Regions from separate parts of the Oncorhynchus mykiss genome. Here region 1 is linked to region 2. Evidence: chromatin contacts called from public Hi-C data. All regions are on one chromosome and are shown on one strand. The core of a region is the stretch at or near the end of the contact, and the rest is flanking DNA. Distances in the headings are between cores, read along the strand shown. Region 1 holds the start of LOC110509120 (M-phase-specific PLK1-interacting protein). Region 2 holds the start of impa1 (inositol(myo)-1(or 4)-monophosphatase 1).

Region 1 (5,993 bases), core at 724-3,223, 150 kb after region 2:
GGCAGTGACAAGTCACTGGTTTATATTGCCCATCTTGAAATAGCAGTAAAATACATTTCACATGTAATATCATTAGAAATAGGCCTAGAACAAATTAGAGGTTTATACAGTCCATCATAACAGGCTAGACCCAACTAATCAATCAGTTCTTCCAACGCAATGCTAACCTGTGGAGATCAGGGCCCGTATCCACAAAAACATCAGAGTAGGAGTGCTGATCTAGGATCTGTCCACGTAATCTTATTCACTATGGTTTTATTTATTTTTTAAAAACAAGGCAACACTGATTGTAGAGCAGCATTCCCACTGGGATATGCTTTGTGGATACAGACCTAGAGATTCACAGCTGTCCTTCTGAGGGGTAAAAGTAAATAAAAAAAGTCCCCTTACTAATCAACACTTTATACTGACACAATGTTAAAAATGGGAAACATATGATTAAAAAGGTACACAGACATACCATATATGGTATTAAACTAGCCTGCAAAAATGGATAAAACAAAATTCACTAAAGAATTTTTTGAATATAATTGATTCCCTGTGTTTGGTTTTTAGTATGCTGCCATTTGCCCTGAAATTGAGAAAGTCTCACGATCAGGTTTAAAAAGTAAAGGTGTGATCACAAGGTGTGCTGGAAAAGAGCTTCAGATAGTGGACAGTGTGTGTCCGCTAACAATTGCTGGTGAATCCTCTGACATCTTCAAAGACTGCTGTACTATATAGTCTGTGTTATAGGCAACTTTTACCACACTTCAATGGTTTTTGGTAATAGTCCGAAACAAAAGAAAAGGACAGGGCAAATATGAAACGGAAAGGTTTGAGGCCTCATCTGCATGGTTTGAAGGGGAAAGTCCTAGTTGAAATATCTCCCTGGCCTGCCTGTATGTGTGGTTTGCTGTTGGGAGCTGGTTGTGCTCGTGACCGGCACTGGCTGTAGGCTAGCCCATGGGTCCTGCAGCATAGAAGCGTTGTAAAACTTCTCCACACCACCTTGTGCCCCCTGGCCTCTGCCACCACGCGGCCCAAACGGAGTGGAATGCCGAGGGGAACCCTTCAGGGGGAAAGAACCATCACGTTATGAGACATCGAAACTATAAACCAATTAGATTAAATAAAATGATGGAGGCGTCGGGAGGTCAATTACAGACACGTGTGAGAAACAGAAGCGCCGTGGTATCGAAACTAAAAATAAACGAGACAAACGCCAAAACATACTATCTACTCAAATCATCATGATGGTAAAAATGGCGTTTCGTCGTCTTCTACTCACGAATCATTTAGGTTATCGTTGGACAGACAAATATATTTGTTATATCAAATGTGTAACGTTAATTACACCGCGCCTGCGTCAATTCGGAGGCGTCCGAGTGGGAAATAGCAGGTGAAACAAAACCCGATCTACGAGAACACAGACCAGAGGCGCTAAAATAAATAACAACTTATAACAAAAAGGGTTACTTAGTAAGCAACAAAAAAAAACATTCAATAGTTACCTGATAACCCATATGTTGTCCAGGACTTTGTGAGTGGTATGGAGAATTTCTGTACGAAGCGCCACGAGGACTCGGATTCTGTCTACGCGGTGTATACGCTGGAGATGAGCCGTTGTTAAATCTTCCTTTACCCCCACTTCCACTGTGATAACCCCTATTACCGTTACCACTAAAGTCTCTTGGAGGAGTATTTGGAGAATCAAACTGGCCAAATCTAGGCGGTCCAAAAGACGGAGGGGGACCACCACGAAATCCCCACGGTGGAGAAGGATGCATTCCCACCGCGCTGTTGTCGAATCCTGTCGGGCTTCTGAAACCACCTCGCGATCCCATTCCGCCCGGACCGGGTTGTCTGAAATCCGGTCTGTACATTTCCAAAAATCTAAACCTAAGCTATTTCTAAGAGAAAAAAAACTATCTTTGCTCTCTTGGAAGCAAATGCCAAATGTATGTTTTCAAACCTCTGTTTACGCGTTTAGAAAACCGGAACAGGAAATACTATAAACGGGAAGAAGGGAAAACGTATCCTTCTCCGTCGTTGGCGTTTTAAACAATATCAACAATTACTTGTGTTCTGCCACCTTCAGGTGGAAAGGGATCAACAGTAAGCAACCAAAGCGAGTAGAGGTCATCAAGCAATTATTTCGTTCGTTAAAAACATTGGCAGTCAAACCATGGAGCATTTAGCTATTTGATTTGGCATTTTTGGAGCCCTTTAGGTATATATACAAATATATATAAAACATTATAATTAAATATTGAATTTGGCCTTTAATACCATATCCCATACAAATGCATGGGAATAACACATATATAAATGGCAAAAACACATACAAAAAATAAATAATAAGGAATACGTTTTTGAAGTATCTGTCCTACATCTAGCATATTTATATATATTTTGTACACATATTTAGCCCCTTTTTTTGAGGTAGGCACAAAACGACCTCCATACTTCCATTCATTTTTTTAACGAGTCCGTAGAGTGGTCATACTAGTTTGTAGGCCAAACCGTTAGGACACTACAGGCGTTTTCATGTGAAAACCGATTTTCGGGAACTCTCATGATCTGACAGACAGGTAGCTCGGCTACCTTCCACTGCAGATGTGGAAGAGCGCCACAGCCGGATGTGGTGGATTGAGAATCAACCCATTCAATAAACAGATATCTCTAGTTTAAATTGACGGATTTTGATGGGGATTTTTATTATAATAATTGATGTATTATTATAATTTATTATAATATCATACAAAGCCTTCAGAAAGTATTCATACCCATTGATTTATTCCACATTTTGTTATGTTACAGCCTGAATTCAAAAGGCATTAAATATGATTTTTTTAACACCCCATAATGACATTGTGAAAACATGTTTTTAGAAATGTTTGCATATTTATAGAAATATGTAATTTACATAAGTATTCACGGCCCTGAGTCAACACGTTAGAATCACCTTTGACAGCAATTACAGCTGTGAATCTTTCTAAGTCTCTTAAGAGCTTTGCACACCTGGATTGTACAATATTTGCAGATTATTCTTTAAAAAATTATTAAAGCCCTGTCAAGTTGGTTGTTGATCATTGCTAGACAACCATTTTCAAGTCCTGCCATAGATTATCAAGCCGATTTAAGTCACAACTGTAACTAGGCCACTCAGGAACATTCAATGTCGTCTTGGTAAGCAACTCCAGTGTATATCTGTCCTTGTGTTTGGCCTATTGAAAGGTGAATTTGTCTCCCAGTGTCTGTTGGAAAGCAGACTGAACCAGGTTTTTTTCCAAGGTTAAGCTTTAGCTCTATTCCGTTTCTTTTTATATCCTGAAAAACAAGATGCAGACACCACCATGCTTAAAAATATGAAGGGTGGTACTCAGTCATGTGTTGTGTTGGATTTGCCCCAAACATAACGCTCTTTATTCCTGGACATAAAGTTCATTTCTTTGCCACACTCTTTGTTGTTTTACTTTTGTGCCTGATTGCAAACAGGATGTTTGTTTTTTAAAATAGTTTTATTCTGTACAGACATTGTTCTTTTCACTCTGTCATTTAGGTTAGTATTGTGAAGTAACTACAATGTTGTTGATCTATCCTCAGTGTTCTCCTATCACAGCCATTAAACTCTGTAACTGGTTTAAAGTCACCATTGGCCTCATGATGAAATCCCTGAGCAGTTTCCTTCCTCTCTTGCAACTGAGTTAGGAAGGACGCATGTGTCTTTGTAGTGACTGGGTGTATTGATACACCATCCAAAGTGTAATTAATAACTTCACCATGCTCAAAGAGATATTCCATGTTTGCTTTTTCATTTTTCTTACCCATCTACCAATAGGTGGCCTCCTTTGCGAGGTATTAGAAAACCTCCCTGGTCTTTGTGGTTGAATCTGTGTTTGAAATTCACTGCTCAGCTGAGGGACCTTACAGATTATTGTATGTGTGGGGTACAGAGATAGAAAAAAAAAAAACAACATTTGAGAGTTTAATCAGTGTATTTTGAATATCCTGTATATTCAATGACATTGCCGAAGCAATATATTGTTCACTTTGTTGTCAATGTAAAATTATGCAAACTGAATATGTATTTCCAACCAGCTTAGTAGACTATCTTTACTGAAGTGCAGACTTTGTGAGAATGGGTTTAAATACATTGCAGTACAATCTTCAAGCCATACGTATTTCAAACATAACGTTAAGATGAATTTCCCAGTTGGGTTTGGTTACCTCGCATCGTCTGGAGCCTGAAGACGGAAGACAAACTGTAAAGAACAAGACAAAAAGAGTACTCAGATTCAGCAGATATGTGCATTTTCTCAGATGCTATTTATTGGAAGTTATATTGCATACGTACAGCTCTGGGAAAAAAATGAAGAGACCACTGCAAAATTATCAGTTTCTCTGGTTTTACTATTTATAGGTTTGTGTTTGGGTAAAATTAACCTTTTTTGTTTTATTCTATAAACTACTGACAACATTTCTCCCAAATTCCAAATAAAAATATTGTCATTTAGGGCATTTATTTGCAGAAAATGACAACTGGTCAATTTTGTTGTCAGACATTGAATAATGCAAAGAAAATAAGTCCATATTCATTTTTAAACAACACAATACTAATGTTTTAATTTATGAAGAGTTCAGAAATCAATATGTGGTGGAATAACACTGATTTCCAATCACAGCTTTCATGCGTCTTGGCCTGCTCTCCACCAGTCTTTCACATTGATGTTGGGTGACTTTATGACACTCCTGGTGCAACAATTCAAGCAGCTCGGCTTTGTTTGATGGCTTGTGTCCATCCATCTTCCTCTTGATCACATTCCAGAGGTTTTAAATGGGGTTCAGGTCTGGAGATTGGGCTGGACATGACAGGGTCTTGATCTGGTGGTCCTCCATCCACACCTTGACTGACCTGGCTGTGTGGCATGGAGCATTGTCCTGCTGGAAAAAAAATAATCCTCAGAATTGGGGAACATTGTCAGAGCAGAAGGAAGCAATTTTTCTTCCCATGACAACCTTGTACGTGGCTTGATTCATGCGTCCTTCACAAAGACAAATCTGTCTGATTCCAACCTTGCTGAAAGCACCCCCCAAGATCATCATCGATCCTCCACCAAATTTCACAGAGGGTGCGAGACACTGTGGCTTGTAAGGCCTCTCCAGGTCTCCCACCCACTGTGACATTTGGTGGAGGATCGGTGAGGATCTCTGCTCTGACAATGTTCCCCAACTCTGAGGATTATTTTTTTCCAGCAGGACAATGGGTGGGTACCATTTGAGATGCATAGTAGCCCCTGCTAATGGTTACACTTCGGAAAGGTTTCGGAAAACTACCGCTAGACAGTATTTGGGGTGTTTTTCCAGTGTCCCTACATAATTATGAGTGACGAGAGGGTAGTGTTTTTTCCAGTGTCCCTACATAATTATGAGTGACGAGTGGGTGGTGTTTTTATATTTCTCACATCTCCACGGGGTGGTCCTCCACATCTTGAAATCCCTATTGAATTTTGGATGTTGTGGTTTGCTTACAATGGACAGTCGCTGGCCCAATACCACCGGTGAGATTCAGAAACACTCGTATTTGCGTGTAGTGAGGAAATTGACACATACACTAATACACTATAGACAGTGCATTTGGAAAGTATTCAGACCCCTTGACTTTTTCTACATTTTGTGACGTTACAACCTTATTCTAAAATTGATGAAATTGTTGTTTTTTACTCATCAATCTACACACAATAATAATGACGAAGCAAAAACAGGTGTTTAGTTTTTTTGTGCAAATTTAGAAAAAAAAAACCCCAGAAATATTACATTTACATAAGTATTGAGACCCTTTACTCTGTACTTCGTTGAAACACCGTTGGCAGCGATTACAGCCTCAAGTCATCTTGGGTATGACACTACAAGCTTGGCACACCTGTATTTGGGGAGTTTCTCCCATTATTTTCTGAAGATCCTCTCAAGCCCTGTAAGGTTGGACGAGGAGCATTGCTGCACAGTTATTT
Region 2 (6,052 bases), core at 1,405-3,904:
AACACCAAACACCTTTATAATGTCTGCATCATTTAGAAACACCAAACACCTTTATAATGTCTGCATCATCTAGAAACACCTTTATAATGTCTGCATCATCTAGAAACACCTTTATAATGTCTGCATCATTTAGAAACACCTTTATAATGTCTGCATCATCTAGAAACACCTTTATAATGTCTGCATCATTTAGAAACACCAAACACCTTTATAATGTCTGCATCATCTAGAAACACCTTTATAATGTCTGCATCATCTAGAAACACCTTTCTAATGTCTGCATCATCTAGAAACACCTTTATAATGTCTGCATCATCTAGAAACACCTTTATAATGTCTGCATCATTTAGAAACACCAAACACATTTATAATGTCTGCATCATCTAGAAACACCTTTCTAATGTCTGCATCATCTAGAAACACCTTTATAATGTCTGCATCATCTAGAAACACCTTTATAATGTCTGCATCATCTATAAACACCTTTATAATGTCTGCATCATCTATGTCTGCATCATCTATAAACACCTTTATAATGTCTGCATCATCTAGAAACACCAAACACCTTTATAATGTCTGCATCATATTTGTCTGCATCATCTATTATTTATACCTTTATAATGTCTGCATCATCTATAAACACCTTTATAATGTCTGCATCATCTATGTCTGCATCATCTATTATTTATACCTTTATAATGTCTGCATCATCTATAAACACCTTTATAATGTCTGCATCATCTATGTCTGCATCATCTATTATTTATACCTTTATAATGTCTGCATCATCTAGAAACACCAAACACCTTTATAATGTCTGCATCATATTTGTCTGCATCATCTATTATTTATACCTTTATAATGTCTGCATCATCTATAAACACCTTTATAATGTCTGCATCATCTAGAAACACCTTTATAATGTCGGCATCATTTTTTAAATTTTATTTACCTTTATTTAACTAGGCAAGTCAGTTAAGAACAAATTCTTATTTTCAATGACGGCCTAGGAACAGCCTGTTCAGGGGCAGAATGACAGATTTGTACCTTGTCAGCTCGGGGATTCGAACTTGCAACCTTTCGGTTACTAGTCCAACGCTCTAACCACCAGGCTACTCTGCCGCCCCATCTGCATCCATGTGTATTAACACCTTTATAATGTCTGCATCCTCTAGAAACACCATGTATAATATCACCTTTATAATGTCTGATTGAACACCAACAGATACTGATCGGGAGGTTCTGTAATATACCTGTAAAAATCCTTCTCCTTTTCTTGGGCTATAAGAAGTGTGCCTGTGTGTGTGTGTGTGTGTGTGTGTCTCAGGATATGTCTTTATATAAGCAAAGCCACAGTAAGTTATTGTACCTGTGCGTGGGGAATTTCTCCTTCACAGAGTCTATAATGAGTTGCTCCACCTTTTGGTCAGTTTTAGTCACCAGGTCCACAGAAGAACTCTTCAACATAACCTTCATGTCATTCTGTACTGCATCCCTTACAAGCTGCAGCAGATAGATACACAGTTGAATACTGGAACTTCTGTCTGAAGCCAAAAGGTCAGTGAAGAAAACCACAAGACAAGCAGCACCACCACACGCTCTGACAGACACAAAGTCAGTCAGTCCGTCAGTCAGTCAGTCAGTCAGTCAGTCAGTCAGTCAGTCAGTCAGTCAGTCAGTCAGTCAAATTCACAAATTCAGACACAAACTCAGTCAGACAGAGACAGTCAGACAGAGACAGTCAAACACAAAAACAGACAAAAAGACAGACAGACAGGACACAAATTCAGACACAAACTCAGTCAGACAGAGACAGTCAGACAGAGACAGTCAGACAAACACAAAAACAGACAGAAAGGAAAGACAGACACAAAAACAGACACAGACAGACAGAGGCACTCACCGAGCCTGCTTTCCTGGCCAGAGCCACAGCATGGTCCATGGCATTCTGCCAAAGGTCAGTCATGGTATGGTGCCTTGATGTAAGAACTATGTCCTTAAAAGGATGCTGTGGAACAGACAGTGAAAAGGTTTTACTTAATACATAAAACATTGATAAAATAACACCTCAAAGTTTATCGATCATACTATGGTTATGTTGGAGAAATTTGCAAATAAACTAGCTACCCCAATACTGGGTCCAGTATGTGCTTGTAGCAATGGAGCTGAAAATGCTGTCAATTCCATCAGAATAAGAGCTTTATGAAACCTGAGGCAAATCCTCCTGTAATTTCCATTTTCCAAGAGCATGACCTTTGTAAAAATAGCAACCCTAGAGGGAAGAACGACTGATTGCTCCTATACTGATGGGAAGAATGTGAAAGTACATTGACAAATTATGGTATAATCATTTAATTAAAACAAATAGCGATATTCTATAATAAAACTGTTTGCATTGCAAATGTTTTCAGATAAAGTCTTGTTTATCCATTTAAAAAACGATTTACAGTACTGATCCGAGATTGGTTTAGCCTAACAGTTCTCGAGCTATATGCGAGGATTTATAACCATTCCATCTTAAAATGTAACACACAACACGTTATCGAGCTAGTCTGTGCACAGAATAGGAAATAAGAGACTGTAACTAGCATACGAATGATCGAGAAAAAAAAGAGACTAAAATCTCACCGATAGTAGATCGAGTTGGGAAAAGTCAATAAGCCACCACTTCCGCATAGAACCAATTTTTTTGTAAACTTCCGCATAGAATCGTCTTCTTCTTGGCTATTTTGCCCAACAAGACGAATGACGGGTATGTGCTGCCGCTTACTGGCCAGTGTTGCGCCACTGCACGCCATTAGCAATACTGAACAAAACTTTTAAACGCAACATGTAACAATTTCAAAGATTTAACTGAGTTACAGTAGTTCATAAAAGGAAATCAGTCAATTGAAATAAATGCATTACGCCCTATTCTATGGATTTCACCATGACTGGGAATGTAGATATGCATCAGTTGGTCACAGACGTTTAAAAAAATAAAATAAAAAGGATACAGATACATTTGAAAAAAAAGAAAGGAAAGGTAGGTGCGTGGATCAGAAAACCAGTCAGTATCTGGTGTGACAAACCATTTGCCTTACGCAGCGCGACACATCTCCTTCGCATACAGTTGATCAGGCTAAAGGTTGTGGCCTTGGGAATGTTGTCCCGCTCCTCTTCAAGCTATGCGAAGTTGCTGGATATTGGCCGGAACACGTTGTAGTACACATCGATCCAGAGCATCTCAAATATGCTCAAAGAGTGACATGTCTGGTGAGTACGCAGGTCATGGAAGAACGGGGACATTTTCAGCTTCCAGGAATTGTGTACAGATCCTTGCGACATCGGGCCGTGCATTATCATGCTGAAACATGAGGTGATGGTGGCGGGTGAATGGCGCGACAATGGGCCTCAGGATCTCGTTACGGTATTTCTGTGCGTTCAAGTTGCCATCGTTAAAATACAATTGTATTCATTGTCCGTAGCTTATGCCTGTCTATACCATAACCACACCACCAACATGATGGACTCTGTTCACAACGTTGACATCAACAAACCGCGTGTTCAGTGTATTTTAAAAACGTTTTACAGGCAATCAATCCTCAGTCAGGTTGATATGAACAACCCATTAATACAAACAGTCTCAATTGGAGTAATTTCTAACACTTTACTGAAAAGTAGGAACTGTAGCAGTTATTTGATGCCATAGAAATAGGTATTCTAGATGTATATAACCCCTTGTAGCATGGACATTGCCATTGAGGGCTTCCACCATTTTAATAGTTCAAGGGATAGTTCACCCAAATTGCAAAAGGACCCTGTAAGCATTCTATGTAAGAATTCCATGTAAGAATTCCATGCATGGACAGTTGTAAGCATTTTATGTAAATTACAAGGTATGACAGCATTCCATGCTTCGTTTAGTATCCCTAAACGGAGTTCCACAGGTGATCCATTATCCATAACCCCCTCCAATATCCACCCCCATTATCCATAGACTCCATTATCCATAATCCCTCTCCAATATGCCTGTTATCCATAATCCCTCTCCATTATCCATAACCCCATTATCCATAATCCCCCTCCAATATCCATAATCGCCATACATTATCCATAACCCCCTCCATTATCCATAACCCCCATACATGATCCATAACCCCTCTCCATTATCCATAATCCCCATCCATTATCCATAACCCCCCTCCATTATCCATAATCACCATACATTATCCCCCTCCATTATCCATAATCCCCATACATGATCCATAACCCCTCTCCATTATCCATAATCCCCATCCATTATCCATAACCCCCCCTCCATTATCCATAATCACCATACATTATCCCCCTCCATTATCCATAATCCCCATACATGATCCATAACCCCCCTCCATTATCACCATACATTATCCATAATAAACCTATTTGCTCTACATCACAAAAGGTTAAGGTAAAGCTATAGGTCACAAGTTTAGAGGAGGAAACCACAATGCTATTCACAGTTCAGCTGTTTGAACACATTGACACCTCTCTCACTATCACAATGGAGAGTAGGAGCGCATTTGAAGCAGTTGTATTATTTTATCATATCCATAATCATATCTCTTATTTGGGAAAATAATAATTTGGGAAACACGTCAAGAGTTTTTCAAACTTTGTTCCATTGAACATGCTCTAATGACATTTTAGTTATATGAAGAGTGCCTTGTTCCTCCTAGTTTTTTTAATGACCAAATAACCCCTTTACAAAATCACATGATCATGAGAAATATTGATCAAGATGTAATAACATGGCAAAGTCAATATTTCAACTTGTGATAACAGGGGACAATGCTTTCTACATTTCAAGATGATTGTCAATCACTGTTTGGTGGGATACAATGCATAGCTTAGTGCTCTGGACAGGTGGCAATGAGGCTTTTAAAGGCATTTCACTCCATGCAGTTCCAACTTCCGAAACCGTCCATGCTTTCCAATGCTGGCTGGTCATTGGTTAAAGTAGGATTCTGTTTCAATGTTGTGGCTGCAGTAACTGACCCTATTGGCTCAAATACTGCATCTCTTACGCTGAGGAAAGGGGTCCTCCAGATTTGAATGTCTTGATGGGCTTGTCTGGCATAAATAAAATAATTGTTTTGAAATATTAGCCAGGCTTGATGGTTGAATGTACGTTTCCGATTGCACTTGGTTGTTGCTAATTTTAGCTAGGTGGCTAACGCTAATGTTAGCTAGGTGGCTAATGTTAGCTAGGTGTCTAACGCTAATGTTAGATAGGTGGTTAACATTAGCTAGGCTAGGGGTTGGGGTTAGAGTTTAAGGTTAGGGTTAAGCGTTAGGTTAAAGGGTTAGCTAACATGCTAAGTCATTTTAAAGTAGCTAAAAGGTCGTAAGTAGTTGCTAATTAGCTAAAATGTTCAAGTTGTCCATGTGGAGATTTGAACAGGCAAAAGGTTACTAGACGTTTGCATTATACGCCCATCCATCCACCCTGACCAACCACCCTACTTTCATTTTTTTTATGCCTTAATTAACCCTCTGTCTTATGTAATGATACCAGAATCGGCATCCATCTGATATAGGCAGGCATCAAGGCATTCATTAAATGAAATGGTGGCCTCACCAAAAAGAAAACCAAGATGAGAATTCAATGTGTAGCCTAAACGTTATAACAGTGTCTGTTTATTCTGATTTTTTTTTTTTTTTTAAATCTACCTGAATATGATAGCAGATTTTTACTGTACCCAAAACCATTTTGTGATTTTATTTGACCAATATGGGATTGACATTATATGGCATTACTGTATAAATGTAATGGAGATTTAACTGAATTGCGCATCATTATTATAACCATTTCGTTTCACTATGTCAATGGTAAAAGACATGTAGGTAGAACACACAAACAGTAGGTGGCAGCATAACCTCAACGATGAGAATCCACACATTTGTGTATTCAATTAAATTGGTCTTTATTTCACGAAGACGTACCTCTCCAAAGCAATGGCGGTTCATTGTTCAAATGGCTAAACAAGTAGAACGCTGTGCCGTGCCTAATGTCCCGTTTTGAACGCTG

What was found. Hi-C and Micro-C count contacts between places; a contact is called where the count stands out from the background.
Region 1: a contact with region 2 is called in a Hi-C map of liver, with 4 times the contacts expected there. The contact joins the promoter of LOC110509120 here to the promoter of impa1 in region 2. A contact is called at or near these places in 2 of 3 Hi-C or Micro-C datasets (blood and liver).

Annotation. Positions count from the first base shown.
Region 1 is chr28:37,471,575-37,477,567 of USDA_OmykA_1.1, forward strand. It overlaps LOC110509120 (M-phase-specific PLK1-interacting protein), which reads right to left and starts at 1,974. Exons shown (of 2, transcript XM_021590091.2): 1 at 1,494-1,974; 2 at 1-1,051. The coding sequence starts at 1,865. The coding sequence ends at 854.
Region 2 is chr28:37,320,398-37,326,449 of USDA_OmykA_1.1, forward strand. It overlaps impa1 (inositol(myo)-1(or 4)-monophosphatase 1), which reads right to left and starts at 2,655. Exons shown (of 10, transcript NM_001160581.1): 1 at 2,629-2,655; 2 at 1,904-2,008; 3 at 1,471-1,503; 4 at 1,370-1,389. The coding sequence starts at 1,966.